2 separate regions of the Mus musculus genome follow, and region 2 is linked to region 1. Evidence: chromatin contacts called from public Hi-C data. All regions are on one chromosome and are shown on one strand. The core of a region is the stretch at or near the end of the contact, and the rest is flanking DNA. Distances in the headings are between cores, read along the strand shown.

What was found. A called contact is a pair of places that touch in the nucleus more often than the background predicts.
Region 2: a contact with region 1 is called in a Hi-C map of bone marrow-derived macrophages, with 51 read pairs. The contact joins two enhancer-like sites. A contact is called at or near these places in 4 of 15 datasets of contacts at CTCF or cohesin (CD8 T cells, large pre-B cells, pro-B cells and 1 more), 29 of 484 Hi-C or Micro-C datasets (B cells, the C2C12 cell line, CD4 T cells and 16 more), 9 of 115 datasets of contacts at active chromatin or transcription factors (the HPC-7 cell line, acute myeloid leukemia, embryonic stem cells and 3 more) and 1 of 9 other capture datasets (embryonic stem cells).

What each region holds. Positions count from the first base shown.
Region 1 is chr11:79,028,375-79,034,977 of GRCm38.p6, reverse strand. Ksr1 (kinase suppressor of ras 1) reads left to right here. Exons shown (of 19, transcript NM_013571.3): 10 at 1,595-1,760; 11 at 5,895-5,949; 12 at 6,455-6,503. Gm11201 (predicted gene 11201) reads right to left here. Exons shown (of 6, transcript NR_045873.1): 4 at 4,245-4,331; 5 at 3,838-4,117; 6 at 1-2,535. Among named protein-coding and RNA genes, the nearest start is that of Gm11201, 8.1 kb to the right of the region's middle. Within about 2 kb of position 4,222, at least 118 of the 459 cell types and tissues checked have an H3K27ac peak or open chromatin away from gene starts, as enhancers often do. A contact at or near this core is called in bone marrow-derived macrophages and extraembryonic ectoderm, where this site is marked.
Region 2 is chr11:79,157,855-79,164,457 of GRCm38.p6, reverse strand. No RefSeq gene overlaps it. Among named protein-coding and RNA genes, the nearest start is that of Ksr1, 15 kb to the right of the region's middle. Within about 2 kb of position 2,892, at least 12 of the 459 cell types and tissues checked have an H3K27ac peak or open chromatin away from gene starts, as enhancers often do. A contact at or near this core is called in bone marrow-derived macrophages and extraembryonic ectoderm, where this site is marked.

The DNA of each region.
Region 1 (6,603 bases), core at 2,973-5,472:
CCAGGAGGCTAAGGCAGGCAGAGATCCCGTGAGTTCGTGGCCAGCCTGATCTACATAGCAAGTCTCAAGCCAGCCAGGACTGTATAGGGAGACCCTGTCTTTAAAAGAAATGAACAGAAATGGAACAGAAAGCTAGATGTGGCGGTGCACCTGTGGGTCTAAGTACCAATCAAGTGGAGGCAGGAAGACCCTTGCTGATCAGCCGGTCTGGCCACATCAGTGTGTATCCTGCTCAGTGAGGGCGCCTCAGAAAACAGGGTAGAAAGTGTCTCAGTTTCTCCGGGCACATGAAGACACATGTGTTCACACATGTACACATACCCAGATGTCATTAAAATCCAGAAACCACTTCATCCTGACTAGAAGCCATGCCTGACCAAGACTTGAGCCTGCCGTCTGCATTTTTGCCAGAGGCAGCTGGACAGGAATTGATGCTGCGGTGTTGTGGGGGTGTTGTGGGCCCCTCCTGCAGAGAGCTGGGAGGCCAGTGCTCCCTGCTCTGGCCCAGTACCATCCCTGCTGGGGCCTGAGGTCTCCCAGCAAGCAAACCTGTCCAAACCCTGCCTGGAACTTTAAGCTTCCTCTTTATCCTTCCACAGCTCCCAATATTTCTCCCTAGCCGGCAAGCCATCTGTTGGCAAGCTCTGGCTAGCCTGATCTAATTTAGGTGACCATGCATGCTTGTAAAAGAAATGGCGTTAATAAGTCACGGGGGTGTGAACTAGACCTGCCCACTGATCACTTCCTGGAATCTCTCTTAGAAATTTCTTTCTAGCTCTGGGATTTTTCCCCCTTTTTTGGGACAAGCTCTCATGTATCCCAGCCTGGTCTGAAACTCACTTTATGGCCAAGGCTGACTTTAAGCTTCTGAGCCTCCTGCCTCAACTTCCTCCTGAAGCACTACGCCCAGTTTATGCGGGGCTGAGATCAAAACCAGACCTGGGGCAAGCATCACACCAGCTGAACCACATTGCCAGTCCTCAGTTCTGGAATTCTTAACTCTTCGAGACAGCGGACAACATTGGCCCAAGCTGTGGCCTCTTCCGGAGTTTTGTGGGGTTTTCTGAGTTCCTTGACACTAGGACAAGATCACAAAACCACAGACTCGATTTGCTTCCTGCCGAGGGGCCTGAAGCTGCATAAATGTTGGTCACAATATAAATTCACTTCATTAAGAAGGTGCCCAGCTCAAAGCCAGGCGGGTGCTGGGGCGGGAGAGATGGTCAAACCACCCTCGGCTGTCAGAAGCTGACATAGGGTCCGTTACGGTGCCTGGGTGCGGAAATGCTGAGCACTGTGGAAGGATGAAGAGGAAGAGTATAGTTCAGGCAGGCTTCAGGCAGGCTTCTGGGGAGAAGAAGGAACTGCAATGAGAAAGATGGGCAGGAATCCTTTAGGAGAGGGTCTCTTAAGTGTCCTTCCATCGTATATTAGTCCCAGATAATCTTGGGGCTTCAGAATGGGCCCCCAAGGATCTCCTGTTCCAACCTCCACCTGTAGAGATGGAGGGGGTGGAAGGAGGGCGGGCGCCCCAGGTGGCAGAGGCTGAGTTGAGCTTGCAGCCTTGCTCATCTCCGCATCTCTGGCCTTGCAGGAGCACCCTCCAGCCATGAACCTGGACTCCAGCAGCAACCCATCCTCCACCACGTCCTCCACACCCTCATCGCCGGCACCTTTCCTGACCTCATCTAATCCCTCCAGTGCCACCACGCCTCCCAACCCGTCACCTGGCCAGCGGGACAGCAGGTTCAGCTTCCCAGGTACCACACCTCTGGGCTTTTCTGGGTCCCGAGGGATACCTTCAGATCTCTCCCCATCTCCCCCGAGAGCTGAGTCGGCAGAGCATCTGCTGAGCATAGGATTAATGCACTTCATACAGATGAGGACGCTGGGGTTAAGGAAGGAGGAGTGGCTGGCCCAGCAATGTACACAGAGCCTGGCTTCTTAGGATGACCCGGGATGCCAGCCTGGGCTTGGCGTAGTTTCTGCCCGGCATCATCCTCTCTCAGAGCTGATGTCTGAACTTGAGAGTGTCGTGATAGGCAGCAGGGAGCAAGAAACCTACAGTGCATCTGTTGCATACCCAGTTCTGTGCCTGGGTCTAGCTACGCAAAGACGATCTCACATCCCTTCCTGTGCCACCCAGAGACCATAGGGAATTAAAATAAGGTGGTCACCACTGAGCAGGTGAGGATTCCGGGCCCTGGGGCAACCCTGGAGGAGCAGAGCTGAGCCCAGCTGCCCTCAGAAGCTATGCTCAGATCCCGGTTGCCCCGGAACTGCTGGAAGAGGCCAGGATTGCATTCCTGTCTTACCATTGGTTCTGGTCAGCCACACTGGGCTGCCCTGTCTCCAGGGTGCAGAGCAAGGCCCACTTACCTACATGGCACTTAGCTGTCACCTTGGCAAGAGATGTCAAACCTCAGTCCTGGGCTTATCTGGTCTTTAGTCCTAATGGGAAATGCTGCACAGTGATGTTCCTGTTTGTTGTAGCCCACAGGATCCAGATCAGTCCCATCACTGGTTCCTAGAATTCTAAGCCCAGAAAGACAAGAGTACCACCACACCCCTCAACCCTTCACCTGGCTAATGAGACCGACACTAACCCTATATACAGCCAGCAGCTGGCCAAGCAGCCTCTGGCCCATTGGGGACTTTGGGACTTCTCTTGGGGGTGGCAAGGGGTAGGACTCTTCCGTCCCTTGTTCTTGTGCCTTCCTTAATATGCATGTGGCTGGATTGCTCCTAACAGTGCAGTGAAGTTTGTGCCCTGCGTACCACCCCACCCTCTGGTTTAACACAGCCACAGCCCCTGGATTCACTTCCTTTCCTGTTGCTCTGCCTTTACTCTCTGAACAAGTTCTGTTTGCTAAACCATCTAGTTTGGGTTTTCCACAGAAGGGCCAGTTTGAAAAGCAAGGGACACACACACAAAAAAAAGTCTTTTTTATTATATTGATCGGACCCTTTCCACTAACACAGATGACCCATAAAGGAGATGGGTTTCCTTCATCCCTTATGCAGAAGTGTCACCTTCTCCATGATCATAGTGGACTCACAGACAGATCCCTAGGGAACTGAGAAGGCTTGAACCCCTCCCACCACCTACCTGTCCTGTGCTGTCCAGGATCCTCATAGCTGTCCTGCACAGGAAAGCCTGGGCAAGCTCATATATCTCCCTTGTTCAATAAGGCACTGAGGGGTTAACTGCCTCCTCAGTCCCCAGAGCCTTAGCATGGAGTAGAGCCGAGGTTGGACTCTCCTAGAGTTCCAACTTCTTGCAAGGCCAAGGCAGGAGAATGGGGCCCATGTGTTTGAAACCAGCCCAAGCAAGATAGCAAGCATCTCAAAAACATAAGCAAGTGGTATGTCATGGTTCTAAGTCTGGAATCACAGCACTTAGCCCGATCCAGAACTCAGGCAGTGAGGTTAAGCTGTTTCCGGGCGGGGCCAGACTGAAGGGAACGAGGCTTTTCTGCACACACCATTGAACCTTGTCAAAGCCACTGATCTCCCTACTCTACCTGAGCCTCCTGACTCAAGGACATCTTTCTAGAATAAACCTGGTCCGAGCTTTTCCCCCATGCGCACTGGCCAGGGCTGTGCGGCTAGGGAACCACCGAGCTGGTGTGCTGCCGCCCCATCTCTAGTGCAGCATCACCACTCGGGGCTATCCACGCCCCGACTCTCTCCTAATTTGGGTCTCTTTCCTGGATGGCTCCACCTTTTCTCACCAGAGCCCCTGGGGCAGAGCCGCCTAAGCCAATAACCAGTGCCTGCTCCCCCCAAGCCCACGCCCCCCCTCCTCCCGCGCTGCCTGTGCACTGTGTGACTCACCTCCTCTTCTGTTTAAAGCTGCCTACTTCATTCATCATAGACAGCAGTTTATCTTCCCAGGTGAGTCTTCTGCGTGGGTCCACTAACTGCCCCTTGCTGGGACCCTCTCCTTCCCGCCGGGTGCCTTCTCCCCACACGTTTGAGTCCACTGCAGCTAGGCAAGAGGTTGCGAAGTCCTGGAGGTGTGGACCTTCATGTGGGCAGTACCTTGCTGGATGGGACTCTGGAGTCTGTCCATCCTCCCTAGTCTTTTACAGGGAACTGGTTCAGGGTCACACTGCTGTGAAGTGATAAGAGACAGATAAGAAAGCAGAACTCACACATTTGCAGAATGAGGGAGAGGAACTGCTTGCTGATGGTGCCTGGTGAATAATGAACAAGGCAAAGCCAATTAGGGAGAGTCTTACAGGCATTGGCATCTGTCAGCTGGCTTTGCCTTTCCCAGCCTTAACACACAGCGCCCCCTGCTGGCCGTCACTGGAACTACCTTCTCACTGCAGAAAGTTTGAAGAAAAAAAACTTTCATTCAATAAGGCATGGATTGATTCCCTCCTACAAAAAAAAAAAATCTATTTTTGCACACCTGTGCATTTGGCCATACTTCTTCACCTTCTGTCTGTATAGGATCAATGCTTTTCTCCTCCCGCTGGAAATACAGTATTTCCACACAGTGGGCTTTAGCTGACTCTAATAGTCTTTTTTTTCCTCTGGTTTGCCAAGACTGGAAGACTCAGTATTTGGGTATTCCAGGCCTTTCTATCTCCCAGATCAGCTCCATTCAGGAACTGAGTTGGAGCATTTGGCAACCCTTATCCCTGTAACGCTACTTGGGTGTGATCGCCAGCTGTCACAGCTTGGGAGATCCGCCCCTTTTGTATGATCCCCTACCTCCCAAGAGCCTTCCTAGTTACCATCTCTAGGCTATGTATACTAGTGTTCCTCCCCAACCGAGGAGCCACAGTGCTTTTTCCTGAATGGCCTGTTTTGTCCTGAAGGTGGGCGTAGAGCCCCATATACCAGTTGTAACAGGGACAGGTAGGAACAGACTGCACAATGTACTCTTAGCTTCCAAGAGCAGGTGTGAGGCTTCCCAGACGTCCGCCCACACCCCCACTTCCTACACTTCATCTAAGGCATGTGTAGCTTCTGGAATGTTCTGAGCACGTGTGGACATGCTGGCCTGGTAGTCTAGAGGCCATTATAGCGGTAGCCGGAGAGGCTGGAGATGTTTCTGAGGCCCGTGGACTCCCAACACTGACCAGGATGTCAGGCACATGTGTGCGTGCCCCGTTAAGAAGGCCCACAGCTTCTGTCAGAGTTTGGTTCCGCGGGCTGAGAAGGAAGGTTTTTGTCCGGGCAGGGGAGGGACTACTGACAGCTTGAGCAGTTTCTACTAACTGATCCTCTTTGTTGAAAGAGGGGAGCACTGACCCCTACCACCACTCTTCATGTAGCACTTCGCCTCCACTTTTGAGGGGACCATCTATTTCTGGTGCCCTAGAGGCGGGTCTTTATGCTACAACTAGACTACCTAGGGTCAGGGGTCAGCCTCAGCTGCCTGGCCTGGAGCCTCCTGGTACACAGACTGAATTCCCTCATCTTACCCAGAGCTATGGCACTAGCCACCCAATTGGGTGACCCGCAGCTATATACCGGATGTCGGTATCACAGGTGTTATCAGGTGCCATAGAGCTGCCGGCTCTGCCACTAGCTAGGCAAAGGGGGTCCCTACTTTAAAAAGTGACAGCTAGCCCTGCTTCCTACCAGAGGTAGTAGTGTTAGCTTTTGTCACTTGCAGAATCATTTGGGCCCAGGGCATTGGTATTAATTATTGGGGTCTCTCTAGAGTCACTCACGTGGAGCCTCTGCCAGGGGCAGCGATGTAGACCAAAGGCTGTAGACTGAGTCTGTGGCAGCTTACAGAACGCAGTAAGCTCCTGGTGGAAGTGGCCTGAGGAGCAGCGGCAGCTCAGGAGAGAGGGGGTGCCCTGGTGTGCCGGTCTTTGGGGATGAAGGCAAGCTCTCTCTCACTCTGCTCCTGTTCTTTTTTCCTACAGACATTTCAGCCTGTTCTCAGGCAGCCCCGCTGTCCAGCACAGCCGACAGTACACGGTATGAACCCTCCCCAGCCATCTCCCAACCCACCCCTAAATTTCTGACCCTCTGAGCCTGGGAGTCAATCGCCTCCTGGCAGAACAGTGAGCCCTGAGTGGGGCTGGGTATACAACGGCAGCAGGCTTGTGGCCCTCGAGGGAACGGAGGTGAACAGAGACTAAACATAACCCCTGCCTCTGGATCCCCTCTCCATTAGGTTTCCTTGAGCACTTGGCTCCGGGTCGCTCAGTTCTCAGCCAGTGAAGTAGGTCTCCCAGAGGGTGCAACCACTCTGAGGGGTTAGATGACACGAGTTAACATAGCAAGGATGTGATAGCCAGGTCCCAGAGGCAGGAATGTGGGGCCCTGCACCAAATGCCCACCCTCATCCTCACCCACTCCAGTCAGCCTCCTGCCTGAGTCCCCAGCATCCACATTGCCTTATCCGCCCCGCCCCCCCCCACCCCCCCCCCCCCCCCCGCCCAGCCCAGAGTCTCCTTGACAAAGCCCATTTCACTCTTAGGCTCGACGACCAGCCCAAAACAGATGTGCTAGGTGTTCACGAAGCAGAGGTGAGTAGGAGCACCATGTATGAGACCCAAGGTAGCTGCCCCGTGTCCCCTCCTTAGGGTGTACAGGGTAGGTGGAAGGCATGGGGGAGGAGGGTGCTGA
Region 2 (6,603 bases), core at 1,643-4,142, 130 kb before region 1:
ATGGATTTTTGAGGCACCTAGGGACTTTATAAGCATGACACAGAAAATGAAACCAGGGAGAAAAGGTTGTTATTCATGATCACACAAAATTCCAGAGCTTTATAAGGGGAGATAATGAAGAAGCTGGGTGTGGTGGGGCATGCCTGTGATCCCCACCACTTGGGACGTGGAGGCAGGAGATCAGGGTTCCAGATCACTCTAGGCTACATAAAAACCTGTCAGAAGGGGTCTGTCTGTGTGTGGTGAGGGCATGAGATCAACTGGGGACGTAGCTGGGCTGATTGTGTACTCGCTTCTGTATAGCAGCACCACCTGAACCAGACTCAGTGTCTCATGGCAATCTCAGCACTCAAGGTCACCCTGGGGCACAAATCAAAGGCAGAGCCTCCTAGGCTATGGGAGACCTTGCCTTTTTTCCTTTTAGATTTCTTTTATTTTTAATTATATGTACATGTCTCTGTGTGGGTAAGTACATATGAATGCAGGTGCCTGTGGAGAGCAGGAGGTAGCAGATCACCCCCAGAACTGTCATTACAGGCAGTTATGAGCCACCCGGTGTGGGCATGAACTGCCCGGTGTCGGTGCTGGGATGGAGCTCAGGAGCCATGGTCCTCTGCAAAAGCAGTAGGTGTGTGCCGGTGTCAAATGCCTTCAGTTTCAGCACTCTGAGGTTAGATGCAGGGGGGTTCTGTGAATCTGAGGTTAGTCTCACTTACATAGTGAGTTCCAGGTCAGCTGGGGCTGCATGGTGAGACCCTGTCACAACAACAACAACAACAGCAGCAACAACAACAACAACAACAAAAAGCAGCATATGTGGAGATCACAGGGTCTCCAGCCTCATGAGACCTCGTCTCCAAAAGCTAAATAAAGTATCTGTAACAGCTATATGATAGGAAGCAAATTAATCTATAACAAGAAATCCTTGCTAATAAGAAATTAAAAAAAAAAAAACAATCTGGGACTGGTTCAGTGGCTAAGAGCGCTTGCTGCTCTTGCGGAGAACCCAGGTTCGATCCCAGCAGCCACACCAGCTGGCTCACCATTCTCTGTGACTCCAGTTCCAGCGGGAGCTGATGCCTTTTTCTGATCTCCCCGGGCATCAGTCTCGTACCCGACGCACAGGGATACATGCAGGTAAAACACTCACATGTGTAGAAGAGAAATACTTAAATCTCTTAAAAATTTATTTTTTAAAAAAGGAAAGAAAATCATATAAAGTGGACAAACCTGATAAACTCCAGGGAAACTGCTTTGTATTCTGCACTATCCAAGATGAGACAATCACGCAATGCCATTTTTTTTTTCCACCAGAAGTGTGACTGGGTTAAAATCATTGATAATAACCACCAGTTCTTGGCAAGGGTATCAGGAGGAAGCAAGAGATTCATTCACACTCATTGGCAAAACTTTTGACTTGCACTCTTTAGATTGCTTCTTGGCAATATCTGTTAAATTAAAAATATCAGTCACCTCCTTTGGCTTGAAATCGTCCTTCTAGGGAAGTACCCAAAGGCACGCGTTAGGACAGAGTGCGCAAAGCTGGGTGTTCCTATGTAAGACACCGGGAGTGCTTTGTCAGTGGGGATTTGTTACACAAGAGGCCATCAATCCACAGACTAAGATTCTAAATATTTCAAAGAATGAGGTAGTGCTCTGATCCTGGATGGTTTTATGTCAGTGTGACACACACACTAGAGTTATCGGAAAGAAGGGACTCTCAACTGAGAAAATGTATCCGTAAGCTCTGGATGTAGGGCATTATTAAAATTAGTGATTGATAGGGAGACCTCGGTGCATTGTGGGTAGTACCATCACTGGGCTGGTGGTCCTGGATTTTATAAGAAGGCAGGCTGAATAAGCCATGAGCCAGTAAGCAACCCATTCATGGCCTCTGTATCAGGTCCTGCCTCCAGGTTCCTGCCTTGCTTGAGTTCCTGTCCTGATGTCCTTCGGTGATAAGCAGTGATGTGGAAGTGGAAGTGGAAGTCAGATAATCCCTTCCCTCCCCAAGTTGCTTTGGTCATGGTGTTTCATCACAGCAGTAGTGACCCTACCAAGAATCCTCTCTAGGTACTAAAATGTCCTGCCTCGTACAGAAGTGTGTGCTATGTACTTTCTGAAGACATGGTCGGGCTCGTAACAGACAGAGAGGAGAAAACACAGAAACTGTATCTAAGAATACGTAACACCAGTGTTCACAAATGAAAGGCCAGGGGCCAGTGAGATGGCTCAGCAGGCAAGGGCACTTGCTGATAAACCTGATTGACCTAAGTTCCATCCTTGGAACCCACATCCCTGGCCTCCTCCCCTGCTTTATTTTATTTTATTTTATTTTATTTTATTTTATTTTATTTTATTTTTTAAAGACAGGATCTGGCTGTCTAAAAACCACCAGTTCTTGGCAAAGGTACCGGGAGGAAGCAAAGGATTAATTCACATTCATTGGCAAAACTTTTGACTTGTACTGTTTCGAGAGCTTCATGGCAGATCCTGACTCCTAATTCTCCTGCCTCGGCCCCTATTGCTGGGATGACAGACTTTTTGTGCCACTGCCCGCAGCCCTTATTTTCTATGTCTCGTATCTCAGATGTGTTTGACTTAGTGGTAAAGAGTGACTTTTGAGACACCAGAGAAGGACAGCAGGTACAAAGGTCAGAAACAATGGGAGGCAGTCAGGGCTGAGCTAACCACAGCCCCTAGGCAACTGCAGAGAGGAGACTGGTGAGAAGGGTGCAGCAGACAGCCTGGGTAGCCCTTGCTCTTCAGGGGAGAACAGGGCTCCATCTGTGCTAGCTTCTTCTTCCTCTGAGCCACTGCTGGGGCCTCCTCCTGTCTGCGTATCTCTGACTGCAGCTCAGTCCTGTATCCTTGCCTCTCCTTTGGTTACGCTCTTTCCTGTGGTTTTGCCTGTGCTCCTGGGTATAGAAACCAAGGTACAGGCTCCAGCAGTTCCTTCTGCTTGGTCTTCCTCTGCGTCCAGGCTCAGTGAGTCACTGCCGTGTTGGAGCCCTTCACCTAGGGGCTTCTTTCTTAGTCTGTTTTGTGGCTATGATGAAGTACCTGAGGCTGGGTAGTTGACACAGAATGGAGGTTTATTTGGCTCATGTTTCTAGAGGCTGGCATGTGTGGTTCTAGCCCCTGCTTGGCATGTGCTACATAAAGAGTGCCATCCCCGGTTTCTCTTCCTCTTCCTATAAAGTCACAAAAAAGGTCACGGGGCTCCACCCTCATGACCTCTTCTGATCCTAACAACCTCCCCAAGGCCCCACTTCCAAAGACCATCATTTTGGAGTTTCAATTCCCAGCAGTCAAATCATAGTGGCAGCTGAGACCTAACACAGCTTAGTGCTGCCTGGGCATGGTGGCCCCCACCTGTGATTCTAACCCTTAGGAGGCTGAAGCAGGAGGATGGGAAGGTCTAGCCTATGCTGCACGTTAACAGCACCCCACTCCCAGCTTCTGACCGTGACTCACTGGACAGTCTTCTTGTTAGACAGTGGGGCCAGCTGCTCAGTGTGGTGTTCAAGTCTCTTCTGCTCTCCACTTTCTTTCCCTACCACCCCTCTTTCCCTACTCTTCCATTAGCAAAGTTGTTATGTCTTATTTTTAAAAAGATCCGGCCTGGCAAGGTGGTACTCATGTTTGGTCCCAACACTTAGAAGGTAGAGGCAGGCAGGTCTTTGAGTCAACCTGGTCTACATAGTGAGTTCCAATCCAGCTAGGGCTACATAGTGAGACCCCCCCGCGCCCCTAAAAAAGACCCGCTGCATCGGGGAAGATACCCACCCCCTCCACTTGCCATTATGATGTGCAAGCATGTGATGGAGAGACAGGAGAGAAAGAAAAGCCAAAAGGTTTGAGCCCTATGAAGAGAGGCAGAACTGGAGACTCGAAGGTGGAGAGGAACAGCCTGATCTGAACAGCCTGCCCTGCCGCCTGAGGCCATAATGAAGTCCCAGCCTATGCTGCTGCTGAGGGCTGTGTCTGGGACTGCGGCTATGCCGCAGCTGGGGTCTGTGCCGATGTCTGTGACTCATATTACCAACAAAGGCCAAGGGGACGTCCCTGGTCTAAGCTGCTACCTGGGACCCTGTTCATGACCAAGGGCTGTACAGAGCTGCCCCTGCCTCTTACTGGCTTTGGGTCCTGCACCATGCCTGGGAAGCACAGCAGAGCTGACCTTGGTGGTGGGGGCACAAGTGAGCTTGCTCTAGGGCATGAGAGTGGGAGGGCTGGGCCTGCCCCTTGCCAGATTTGGCATTGGGTGAGCTATGGCAGCAGTGCTGGATAGAAGCGAGCTCCTAGTAGTGTGGATACAGAACTGGCTGGCTGACCAACTCAGCTACCACACAGGCCCAGATCCAGGGCTTTGAGATGGCCCACCCTGACATCTACCCCATCTGTGAACTACTGGAGCTTGTGAAGGGAGGGGCCAGTCCTAAAGATCCAAATCTGCAGGATCTCCATGACACAGAAAAAACAGGATAGCAGAGAGGAGTCCCGGTGAGGATCCAGTATTGATGGTATAGTGGAAGCCAGAGGCCTGGAACCAGACCAAGGACTCATTGCAATGAACATTTGCAAATAAAGATGTGTGGATAAACTACAGCTTCCTCAAGATTTGGTTTTGGTTTTGTTTGTTTATTTTTTTATTTTTATTTTTGTTTTTTAAATTTTCTCTTAGGGGGAGGTTGCAATGGCGGAGGGCAGATACAAAGAGATGGGGAGATGAGTGGGGTTGGGGTCTATGATGTGAAATTTACAAAGAGTTAGTGAGATGTTTAAAAAAAAGAAGACAATTAAGAAATAGAACCTATTAATTCCTTATCTCCGTTACTTTTGCTGCCTTTAGTTCTAACAGTGGGACCAGACAATGACCACTCAAAGGAGAACCAGGAGAGGAGTTAGCTGCTAGCGCCCGCCCACGTTTGCAGTGTCCAAGGCAGGCCGAGCACTGGGAAAGCTTTAGTGTAGATGGAAGGAAAAGCTTCAGGTGAGCCCTAATTGGAAATTATTGATGCAGAGACTCTGAAGGTGGGCCAAGCAGAAGTGGGGCACCCCATGGATACTATTTATTCATTTCCTATTCATGTAATAGAATAATGGAGGCTGGGGAACTTACAAAGAAAAGAGGTTTATTTTGCTCACAGCATGAGGATAAGAGGTAAGGCTCTGGTGAGGACACCCTGAGTCAGACACGTCATAATGGGTCTACATGCTGGGAGTGGGGAGGGGGAGACGGAGACAGAGAGACAGAGAGACAGAGGGAGAGAGATAGACAGAGAGAGACAGACAGACAGAGACAGAGAATATGGGACAGAAAGGCAGAGGGTGATTTGGGAATCTGGCTCACTCTTTTTTTTTTTTTTTTGGTTTTTCGAGACAGGGTTTCTCTATAGTCCTGGCTGTCCTGGAACTCACTTTGTAGACCAGGCTGGCCTCGAACTCATTTCACCACTAATTAGGGTGCTGTGAGAACTACATTCTATACTGCTTTCTCCTGAACACACTCTCCTCAATAACCTGACTTTTTCCTCACTAGACCCCACTTAAAGGTTCTGTACGCACTATCTCCTAACATCAACATCCCCCGTGCTGGGATGCCAGTACCCACCACGTGAACCCCGGGGAGACGCGCTCTGAATGTAGCATGGGATTATAAGCCATGCAGTAGGACTGGCTTGGGAATTATATTTGGCTCTCTTTAGTTGGTCTTTTATTGGAGTTGGGATGGGGGACTGGAGACAGGGCTTAATAGTTCTGACCTTGAAGAGCACTGCACTCACGTATACAAATCGACACATACATATAATAAAAATAAATAAAATAAAATACAGATTCCTGTGTGCATTAGGAGTGGTTCTAGTTGTGTGGTGTGGGTGATGCCCAATAATCTGCATTTCTTACAGTTCGAAAAGTACTATGGGCTAGTGACATGGCTCAGCTGGCAAAGGTGCTTGCACACAGTTGGTGGAGTGGTCGTTAGCATGCCCAGAAGCCTGGGAAGGAGAGACCCAGCACTGCATAAACTGGGCATAGCAGCACATACTTAATATCTCAGGAGTTGGGAGGGACAGACAGGAGAATAGAAATTCAAGGACATCCTTGGCTATCTAGCCCAGTCCAGGAGACCCTGTGTGTGTGTGTGTGTGTGTGTGTGTGTGTGTAAAGGGGTTGGGGGAGTCAGTCAGCCAGCCAGTCTCATGGATGCCAGGCTGAGAGGCAGGTGACATCAGAGTTCAGAAACCAGCTTACATATCAGATGGCTGGGTAAACCTACACAGAGCCAAGCCTGGTCCACCCTGGGGTCTCTGCAGTGAACAGCTGAACAATAGAGAAGTTTAGAAGGACCCAGCAGTGGGATGTAGTTAATCTTCTGAAACTTTTAACTTCCTTGTAGTAACTAGGGAGTGGGGTTAATAGCACTTCCTTCTAGGTGCTGGAGTCGATCTGGATGCACATTAACAGACCTACCCAGTGCTCTGCTAAGAGCTTGCAGCTATAAATAACAATTGAGCCTCTGAACCTTGGACAGAACTATTAAAGCTATAGAAAGGGCTTAACTTCTGGAGCATGGGGGTGGGGTGGTGGTGGTGGAGT